Regions from separate parts of the Rattus norvegicus genome. Here region 2 is linked to region 1. The links are chromatin contacts, called in public Hi-C maps. All regions are on one chromosome and are shown on one strand. The core of a region is the stretch at or near the end of the contact, and the rest is flanking DNA. Distances in the headings are between cores, read along the strand shown. Region 1 holds the start of Pcsk6 (proprotein convertase subtilisin/kexin type 6). Region 2 overlaps Pcsk6 (proprotein convertase subtilisin/kexin type 6).

The links. A called contact is a pair of places that touch in the nucleus more often than the background predicts.
Region 2: a contact with region 1 is called in a Hi-C map of liver, with 2.5 times the contacts expected there. The contact joins the enhancer-like site here to the promoter of Pcsk6 in region 1. A contact is called at or near these places in 4 of 12 Hi-C or Micro-C datasets (hepatocytes, kidney and liver).

The regions. Positions count from the first base shown.
Region 1 is chr1:128,837,055-128,841,994 of GRCr8, forward strand. It overlaps Pcsk6 (proprotein convertase subtilisin/kexin type 6), which reads left to right and starts at 2,688. Exons shown (of 21, transcript NM_012999.2): 1 at 2,688-2,961. The coding sequence starts at 2,716.
Region 2 is chr1:128,890,851-128,895,790 of GRCr8, forward strand. All of the region lies in intron 2 of Pcsk6 (proprotein convertase subtilisin/kexin type 6), which reads left to right. Among named protein-coding and RNA genes, the nearest start is that of Pcsk6, 54 kb to the left of the region's middle. Within about 2 kb of position 2,286, at least 26 of the 93 cell types and tissues checked have an H3K27ac peak or open chromatin away from gene starts, as enhancers often do. A contact at or near this core is called in hepatocytes and liver, where this site is marked.

The DNA.
Region 1 (4,940 bases), core at 1,438-3,937:
TTTATTTATTCTCTATAAGTACACTGTAGCTGTTCAGACACGCCAGAAGAGAGCATCAGATCTTGGTCGTGAGCCACCACGTGGTTGCTGGGATTTGAACTCAGGACCTCTGGAATGGTTGCTGGGATTTGAACTCAGGACCTCTGGAAGAGAAGCCAGTGCTCTTAACCACAGAGCCATCTCTCCAGTCCCCGACATTTTCTAACTTCTGAGACATAGCTATCTTCAACCACCTTTCCAGTCCCTGTCCTGTCCCTGCCCAGCCTGGCCAACCTCAATCCAGGGAAGAAGCACCCCCCTCCAATCCCCCCAGTCACTCCCAGCCTGGGAGCTGTGTGCACCTCAGGGCCATCTGGACATCTGGAGATCAGGAATGAGTGAGTAATGGAATCCCCTCCCTGCAGGAAGAAGAGGCAAGTTTTATTACAGATCCTATCTCAACTCAAAGGGCTGGGACTTTTGTGATTGAGTTAATCCCGTCACCTCGTAAATCAATTGGAAACTCACAGCCGGCGATTTGATTTAGGGTGTTCATTTTGGCAAGCTGGTCTTCCTACAGCCATGCCGTGGCCCAGGTACTTCTATGACAAGCAGGGGGTTTAGTCTCAGTGGATCACCTTGTTAGCAAAATACATTCCGACTTCTCCAGGTACAAAATTCAGATGCATTTTAGTCTCCTTCAGTTCAGTATGCTGAATCCCTTTGTCTACCAAATTATTATAGAAAACCTGCATCTCTGCCTGTCAAGGTAACTGCTGTAACAGGGGTACCCTCTTGGGAGTTATAAGGCACTCCACATCATCTAGAATATGTGTGTTGTGCAGGGCCAGGCTCTTGAAGCACAGTACAGGATCTGGGATGAGTCAAAGACAGGTTGGCCCACGAAGGCCAGAGAAGGGACTCAGGTTGTCCAGATGGATTGCTGGAAAGGAACAGAACAGACTGAATCCTCTGTCTCCACTCTCCTCTGTCCATTGGCTTCTCTGCCTGACTGAACAGAGGCAGGCTCAAGGGTCTAGATGCTGTCTTTGTCCAACATATATGCAGTGCTGTTCTCTAGGGCTGGCCACTTTGTGTGATGGCCTCAGATCTTTCTGTCAGGCAGGAGATCAGGGAGCACCCAGGCCTTGTCCCAGGGCCTTATATTCTGCAACAAAGGGTGGTTCTAGAGTTACTGCCTAGAGAGCTGACTCCCCTTGGCCAGGTGTAACAACAGGGGCAGTCGTGATCTGGGGAAGAAGAGGAAAGGTCTCAGGTACCAAAAGACACTTGTGATAGGAGCCCTGTTAACATGAGTTTGGCTCCTCCTGGCTGTGCCCCCCCCCCCCCCCAATCCTCCTAGTCCTCCATCTTCATTAGGATGACTCCTACTTGTAGAAAGGATGGATCATGTGAGGTACAAAACCCAAGGACTCCTCAGAGAGATGTTGGAAAGGACTTCAGGTGGGTCTCTGCAGATCCTGCCCTCTCTCTCCTGTATTCCCTGGCCTGTCTGTTTGATCTGCCTGGCTATAGACTCAGGCAAAGGAATTCCCCACAGCACCAGTCTGGGAACCAGGTGCTCTTGGAACTTGAGCTTTGGTGAAGTGACTTCCTTCCTGACTCAAGGCCCTCTCTGTCCTATTTTGCCCTATTTTGTTTCCCGGTTCCCCTCCTGTATTAATCAGGCTGAAGGTTTGCTTTCTGTGCGGAGCCAGTTGGGACCAATGGGTCCTCTGAGGCTTGCATCTATCCCAGCCTCTCGTCACAGCGTGGACGTGTCCCCAGTTTCTCCAGGCTGTTATGGGAGGGAGGGTAAGGATGAGTCAGCTCACATTTGCACTGACTGGTCCTAGCTCAGTGGGTACTTTTAAGGGTGAACACAATCTACTGAATACCAAGCACGTGGCAGGTCCAGGGCTCATCAAAACAAACATTACTGTCAGCTGATTGCAAGGGAAGAGCTTACATCCTAAAAACAGCCCGATGGATAGATGGATGCTATTGTTATCCCCATCTTACAGGCCCAGCAAGAACAGAAAGGTGCCCCAGATCACACAGATGCTAAGTGGTCAGTTAAGGAGTTCACCTGCACAGCCGTCCTAGCTAAGCATCAGCCCTGTATGGACGCTGTGTTCCCAATACTCTCGTGGACTCCAGCTAAGTTCGCCACATGCCCTTTGCCCATTCAATGTGGTCTTGAGGTCAGGCCAGGTCCTGGTACACCACGGTGTTTTCTTGGCATCGTTTCCCCCAGAAGATCCTGCACATTTGCACGCTCACCACTATAGCTAAGTTGAGCAAGTCTGTCTAGCCTTGGGGACCCCAGCAGGTGAGTTCAGCCTCCAGGGGCGCAACCGGTAGAAAGGTGCCGTTCTAAGTCAACTCCTCCGGGATATGGGGAACTCACGTGGGATGCCCAGAGCCTTCCCGGCTTCTAGCAGAACGCGCGGAGCGGAGGCTGCTACTCTAGGCAGTGCCGCGTCCCGAGAGACCCGAAGTCTCGAGCCTCCCCTGCGCCGGCCCCCGGCTGCTGGCGGGCCGGGAGACTGCCGCACGAGCGCGGGCCCAGGGGCGCCACCGGGCCGCGCGGGCGGGAACGCGCCGCGGCGGCCTCCTCCTCCCCGGCTCCCGCCCGCGGCGGCGGCGCTTCCCCGGCGCGGAGCGGCTTTAAAAGGCGGCTCCCCACCCCCCGGCGCACTCGCCGCTCGGGCGCCGCGCGAGCCTGCCGCTGCCATGCCTCCGCGCGCGCCGCCAGCGCCCGGGCCCCGGCCGCCGCCCCGGGCCGCCGGCCGGCACGGGCTCTCGCCGCTGGCGCCGCGCCCCTGGCGTTGGCTGCTTCTGCTCGCTCTGCCCGCCGTCTGCTCCGCGCTGCCGCCGCCGCGCCCCGTCTACACCAACCACTGGGCAGTGCAAGTGCTGGGCGGCCCCGGCGCGGCGGACCGCGTGGCTGCGGCTCACGGCTACCTCAACTTGGGCCAGGTGAGTACGGCCGGCCCCGCGCGCCCCAAACTTTCCCGGCCGCCGGCGGCCACGCGCGAGGGGGCGCCTTGCCAAGCCCGCGGCCAGCGGCGCCGCGTGGGAAGGCGGCCCGCACCACTGGGGACGGCGGGGGTCCCTGCGGGGACACGCTCGAGTGCTGTGGGACACTGGGCGGGGAGGACGTGTTGGCCTGTGTGGACGGTCACGCGGGATGGCCTGAGGCCGTGGGTCCCCAGGAGGCGTCGCCGAGCTTTCACACTCGGAAGTGTGGCCTCGGATGCCCGGGTCCGGCGCCTACACCTGCCCAGCCGCGTTCAAGTGGACGCCTAAGGGGTCGCTGCACTGTGCCCACCCGCGCCATCCTCAGAGTCCACCTAATTCCCCGTAGCCTCCGAGTCATAGCTGCTTCCCTCGGGCCACTCAGCCCCCGACGGTCGCCAGGGGCTCTGGGCTCTGGTGTGCGCGTCAAGGCAGTCAGATGCCGGATGGGCGACTTGTGACCCGGCAATTCAGGGACTGGCGGTGCCTGTGCCCAGAGGTTAGGTTTGGGTCAGGGAGCAAGCAGGACCCAGAAGCTGCGTGTTGGTTGTAGTCCGGACTCTGCACTTAAAACCTCTAGGTAAAAACACCAATTGCTTTGCTTTGGGCTCTGGACGCAGCTGGAAAGGCAGCTGTCTGCCCACTAGCTGTATGACCTTGGACATGTCACTTCTTGACTAGCTCATCCCTAGGGGTAGTGACTTTGTACTGCCTGAGGTTGAGATCACCCCGGTAGTGTTCAGAAGCAAGGCGCTAGTCGTGGAATGCCCTTTCTCTCACCCCTCGTGGTGTAAGCTGGCTGTCATTTATAAGAGGAGCCAAGATAGAGCAGTAAGTCCGCGCAGCTCACAAGGACTGCCAACACAGGTTTTCCCCTCCCTATTTCAGCCCTGCCGAGGGGCAATTGGTCGGGTTGATTCGAGTTTATGGCTGGTGGAGGGGCTTCACAGACTCAAATGTGCAGTCCCACCAGGAAAGCCCTCCACACCTTAACAGATCTACAAACTACACGCTCTGGAGAATCAAGTGCAATGAAGGAGAGTGTGGCCTTATAACTTAAACTGCTGTAGCAGGCGGTGTTGAACTTAGTTTCATCATTATCCGCGACGGAAGCCAGCCACATCACTTGTGCTTGGCCATGATCAGAATGACATTTCTTCTGAGCTTAATGTGAGGTAGAAGGCCTTCTGGAAGGGGGACTTCTGCTCTGTGAAATGAAGTTCCAGGTCAGAGTTTATCCAAAAGGAAAGAATCCACTCCTGTGTCTTCAAACATCCAAAGAGCTAAGATCTTGCCTTTTGGTGGCCCTGGCTTCGTTGCTCCTCGTAGCCCTCAAATCTCCAGGGCTGACTGTGTGTGCTGAAGAGAGCTCTCCTGTTTGATTAGGAATCCCGGCTCCTACCACTCTTCCTTGCTCTGTCCAGGCGGTCCAGCAATTTGTCTCAACTAATTCTTAAACTGAATGCTAAATTACAAAGGGCCTGGGATCCGGGGCCCTGTAATTAGATGAGGAGAGAGGAGGTGAAGAAGGACTCTGTGCTCCACAGTGCAAGGTGGAGAGGCATAGTTAGCTGTCCCTTTGACATTTTTGCCTGCAGGGATAACCTTGCCCACCTCCTGAACACGCTAGCCTTTGAATCTGCTGCATCTCACTGAGCAAGGTCTGTGCTCCCGATTTTGCCTGTGGGGTGAGAAGGGTTTTTTTTTTTTTAGGAATGTTGTGATGTTCTTGGGTGGCCCCAGAGGTCTCTCTGAACAGTACAAGCGGACTTAGCTTGTCACTTAGCTTGTAGGCCATGTTCTGGCGGGCATAGCCGGGGACGTTTCGGAGCTGAGAGATGACTGGTTTGGGGGTTGGAGCTGTCTCCAAGGAAAGCCTTATTACTCTTTAATCCCAAACCAGCTTCTCTTTCCCCGCCTCGAAGTGCTCGCTAATGTGG
Region 2 (4,940 bases), core at 1,036-3,535, 53 kb after region 1:
CAACCCCAGGGAAAGCATATAGACCAATTAGGAATTCTGAGCCGCAAATGAAATACCTCTGTTTACATAGTCTGGTTGGCAGGCCAAATGAGTCCGCTGTCCGCCTGATGAATTTTTACTTCACCTAGTCATTTCCAGTTTGATGAAATTGGCTGTTTCACGGAATTGTTTAGTATTGTCCCTTGTCAGAACCATTTCCTTCCATTAGCCTTTTATGACGCCCTTACACTTGGGAAGGTCCATAATTAATATTATTAACGAAAGGAAAAGATGATTTGATGTAATTCAGAGACATTGGGATGTAGTTGCCCATGTGCTGGAATGACCGAACCAGAAATGGATGTTATAGGGCTTAGGATAAAGTCCAATCGAATACAGATGGTATTTTATATCAGTTACCTTCGGTTTCTGTTGTCTCAAAGCAGTTTGATGAGTGATGGAATTTACAGTCCCCCCCAACATCGTATAAAACGGATGGAGTGTACATTTGTCTAAACAAAGCAGCGAAGGAGAGATGCTTGTCTTTGTTTACACACAGACACATACACTGGTGTCTTCCCTGCCAGGCAGGGACACTCGTCCTCTACTGGCTCTCTAGTCATCACTGTCTTGGCACATAAAATATGTATTATTTTATGTACATGGATGTTTTGCCTGAACCACATGCATGCAGTTCCTGTGGAAACTAGAGGAGCATGGGATCCCCGGAAACTGGAGTTGTTAGCCGACGTGTGGGTGCTGGGAACTGAACTCAGGTCCTCTGGAAGAACAGTCGGTGTTCTTAACTGCAGAGCTATTCCCTTCTGTATGTTCTTAATTCACCTTTGCTTGAGGGGGCCATTTTGCTTTGCTTTACTGGTCAGCCCTATCACAGGGAGGACAACCTACACGTTCCCAGTGTGCGGTATTGGTCGCCGGGGTTTCTCTAAAGGCTGTCGTCTAAGCAAAAGGAAACCATTTGTTTTTAACTTGTCCCACTGCTGAGCGTCTGCAGAAGGGCAGATGTTACAGAGCTGAAAAGGCTCGCAAATTTTTTAAAAATTACGCGTTCTGATTCTGTTCCAAACTGGCGTATAGTTTAGACGCTGCTGCCCGTGTCTTCCAAACCTTACATTTTAGCCTGATGACTCTAGTTCAGCCCTTTCCTTTCCTTTGGTCCCAGGCCAGTTGGATGATGGAAGTGGAAAGATGGAGATGTTATTGGGGAGAGCTTCAGTGCCTGCTTCCGGGCTGTGGGGACCTTCTAGTTGGTGCCTCCTGCTGGGGCTTTAATGCTTCCCAGTTGCAGCGTGATTTCGGGGGCATTCTGCTCAGCCCGATGGGACTTTGCCCCAGAGTCTAATCAGCGCTCGGGTTTCTTTCCAGCAGTGATGCAACATTTAAACAGCTCTTTCCATTAACCACAGATGGAATTTTATCTGACGGTTTGTGTGTGAGAGCCGTTCGGATAGCAAACAAACAGAGAGTTCCTGGCAGATAGCAGTACATGGACAGTGAGTGACCACAGTGGTCTCCAGGGCCAACGGACTATGTAATGGGTCGGCTGCTCCCGCCCAGGATGGATCTGCCCACATGGGTGGGGACAACACTCTAGCACCCTGACTGGAGGTCTCACAGACCACCACCCTTCCCAGGCAGTACTGTAGTCCAACTGCCGCAAGCTCGTGGCTGTCTCTCCATATTTCAGAATGGCACAACTGATTTCAGGTGCACGGCTGTCGGCAATTGGCAAAGGGTTTGAATTTTAAAACGCACCTCAAAAGACAGTCTTTTATCGTTTTACCTGCGTATTTGGCACTTCCCAGTGACATCAAAGGCCTCACAGCCTCAGAGCGAGGTACTGAGGTACTGAGGTACTGAGGTACTCGTTTGTGTTCTCTGGCTTGAGTTGGCAGCTGCCCCTCCCCCACTTGGTTGGGGGCAGCCCTCTTCCTGTACTGCCAAGTCCCCATCCTGATTTCTCTCACCTGGAATACAGCAGTGTCCTCCTGGGTATCCTCCAGTGAGCCTCCTTGTTGCCTCTCCCCTACAGCTAACCTCTCCACTCCCAAGGGATCCTATGAAGCACCTTGTTGCCACTGTCCCAGATGGGCTGTACTCCCACCTCTTGGCTTCCTATGGCCCCTGAGCCCAACTACACCAGCCTTTGTAGTCAGCCCTCCCCCTCCCCCCGCCTCTGCCCCACCCCTGATGACTTCACTCCTGTTGAGCCTTTGCACTGGTTCACTAAATGCCCATGCTACCAGGAAGCCAGTCAGTCATTCAATCAAAATCCCCAGGGCATAGTCTGCTCTCCCTACCAGTTGTGTGTTTGTGTTCTAGATTTAGCCTGGAGTGGATGTGCACCACAGTGTCTGAGAGCAGCAGTAGTTTGCGTAGGAGCAGGTTGGTGACAGAAACAGGAGTGGCAGGGAGCTGCATAGGGTATCTCTGAGTTCTAGAACGGGCTGGGGAGCACATCTGGTGTGTGCTACGACTGCTAGAACCAATGGAGAGTAGTGGGAAGGCAAACCAGCCAGATTGATGGATTCTCCTGGGGAGAGGAGCTTGGTCACTGAAACACAATTCCTTGCCAACACAAGGCAAAGCAGCTGAGAGCTAAGGCTCCATCTCCTTTGTTTTTTTGTCCCCTTACAAGCCCAGCAGTCGCCCAGTAAAAGCTAACAGATGCGGAATAAATGTTTATTGAAATGTCTCTCAGTTTTCCCAGACCAGGCTCCTGCATACAATGGCTACCTATCTTCGTTTGCATATCAACTGCTTCCTAGCTAAATGTTTTAGATACAAATTGTGGTTCACACCCCCCTGCCCAATCCGGTGATCATAAAACCCATGTGAAAGCCTGAGTTAGGAAAGCCTCATCGAATGTTGCTGAATCCAAAATGATAGATAGACTAGGGGAGTGTGGACCAGTGTCTGCTAGAGTTGTTGTGACAAAGGGTCACAGACTAGGTGGCTGGAATAACAGACACCTACCTACGTCTCACAATCACAGAGGCCTGGAGGTGAGGGGGAAGGTTTTGGCTGGGTGTTTCTGTGAGGTCTCTTGCACATGGCTGTGTTCTTGCCGTGTCCTTGCATGGACTCCCGCTGCACATCTGTGTGCTAATCTCATATGAGGACATTGGTAATAATGGATGAAGGCCTACCCTAATGACCTCACCATAACTCAATTTGTCTCTTTAAAGAATGTCTCCAGAGGTTGGGGTGTGTCTCAGTGGCAGAACACTTGCTTAACACGTGTGAGGCCGAGGGTTTGGGCGCCTACGGTCTCATTCTGAGATACCAGGGGTCAGGACTTTAACATCAAGTAGATAGAACAGTGGGGTCTCAACCAGAGGGTAGAACAACCCCTTCACAGGGCTCACCCAAGACCATCGGAAAACACAGATATTTGTATTATGATTCATAGCAGTAGCAAAACTGCAGTTGTGAATTAAAATCGAAAATAATTTTATGGTTGAGGAGTCACCACAGCATGAGGAACTGTATTAAAGGGTTGCAGCATCAGGAAGGTTGAGAACCACTGGTCTAGAGGGAGACACAATTCAGCCATAACAATCAACCCAACTGGGATGTGGCTGCAGGCTGTTTTTAGTGACCGTTTCCCCAGTGACCGGCCACAGGTAAACTACTGTCTGTGTCCTTTAGCAGAGAGAGAAGTAACTTAGGAATGGATGGACAGCTTCAATTTCCCAAAGTGCCCACAGACATACTGCTCATACAGCCACTCAGTGAAGCCAGGATCTTCCAAACGGAATTCAAGAAATGGCTTCTATAGTGCTTTTTTGTGGCTGCAGGTGAAGCAGGGTGTGTGTGTGTGTGTGTGTGTGTGTGTGTGTGTGTGTGTGTGTGTGTGTAGAGGGGAGGGTTGCTTCCCTGTCTCCTTGGTGACATGAGAGGGTGATGATGGTAGAATTCTAGGCTGAGTTAGAATACTTTTTATGTTCTAACTTTTTCCCACTGTCTACTGTCATGCTTTCCTGTTGTGGCTGTACAATTGGCATAGCAACCTGGCATCCCCTCCCTGCAAAGCCCTAGCAAAGGAAGTGTAGCACTGCAGGTGGGCTCAGGCATCCTGCTAAGACCAGCTCAAATGAAGCCAGTAACCTATGGCAACAATTCTCCTGTCCTCTAAGGAGGTGACAGCTGTCACTCCCATGCCTTGCACATGCATAGAAAGCCCTTTCATCTCCCTGAGCCTTGTTTTTACCTGCAACTGTTTCATTTAATCCATTTCCTTGATCTAACGTAGCATATTATTGTAGTTTAAACTTAGTTTAAATTGTCAAAGTGACCAGACAACATTTTTTTTTTCCTTTAGAGGCAAACAGAGAAGGGCAGAGGGGAAAGAGTCAAGAGATAGGGAGAAGCTAGAGGTGGTGGCACATCTCTGTCTTCTCAGGATATTCCAACACTGAGGGGACCAGGTAGGGACAGGTAGATGGGAGCAATACTACAGGGAACACCAAAGCCTTACCTAGAGAGAGCCATGGAACTCCAATTAACAAAGGGGCCTTGAGTCTCCTGGGAAATGTGTATAGCATCTGAGAATGAGAAGCGGAATAGAGGTGCAAACCAAGCACAGTTTCTCTAATGTTTAAGATTTTCTCTAGTAAGAATGTTTGCTTCTCCTTCTGTGTCTTAGTGATGTATATGACAGAAGAGGAAGTGGGGGGGCTGAGGTCTGTCTCTTCAGGGTTTGCTCCATGATCCTAATCACAGTGGGCACGAGGTCCCTTTGACAAACCAGTCAAGGTTGTGGAGAACAAAAAGACATGCCCATTCCTGAAGCATGTCCCTAAGGTTCCCAGAAGTCCCAGGACTCCTACTCCTTTAGGGACAGGAGCCCAGCTTCACTTCCCCTCAGGCTGTGCAGCCATTGGTGAGCATTGTCCCCATCTATCTCTCCGGATAGCCTCTGACCAAGCCCATCCACA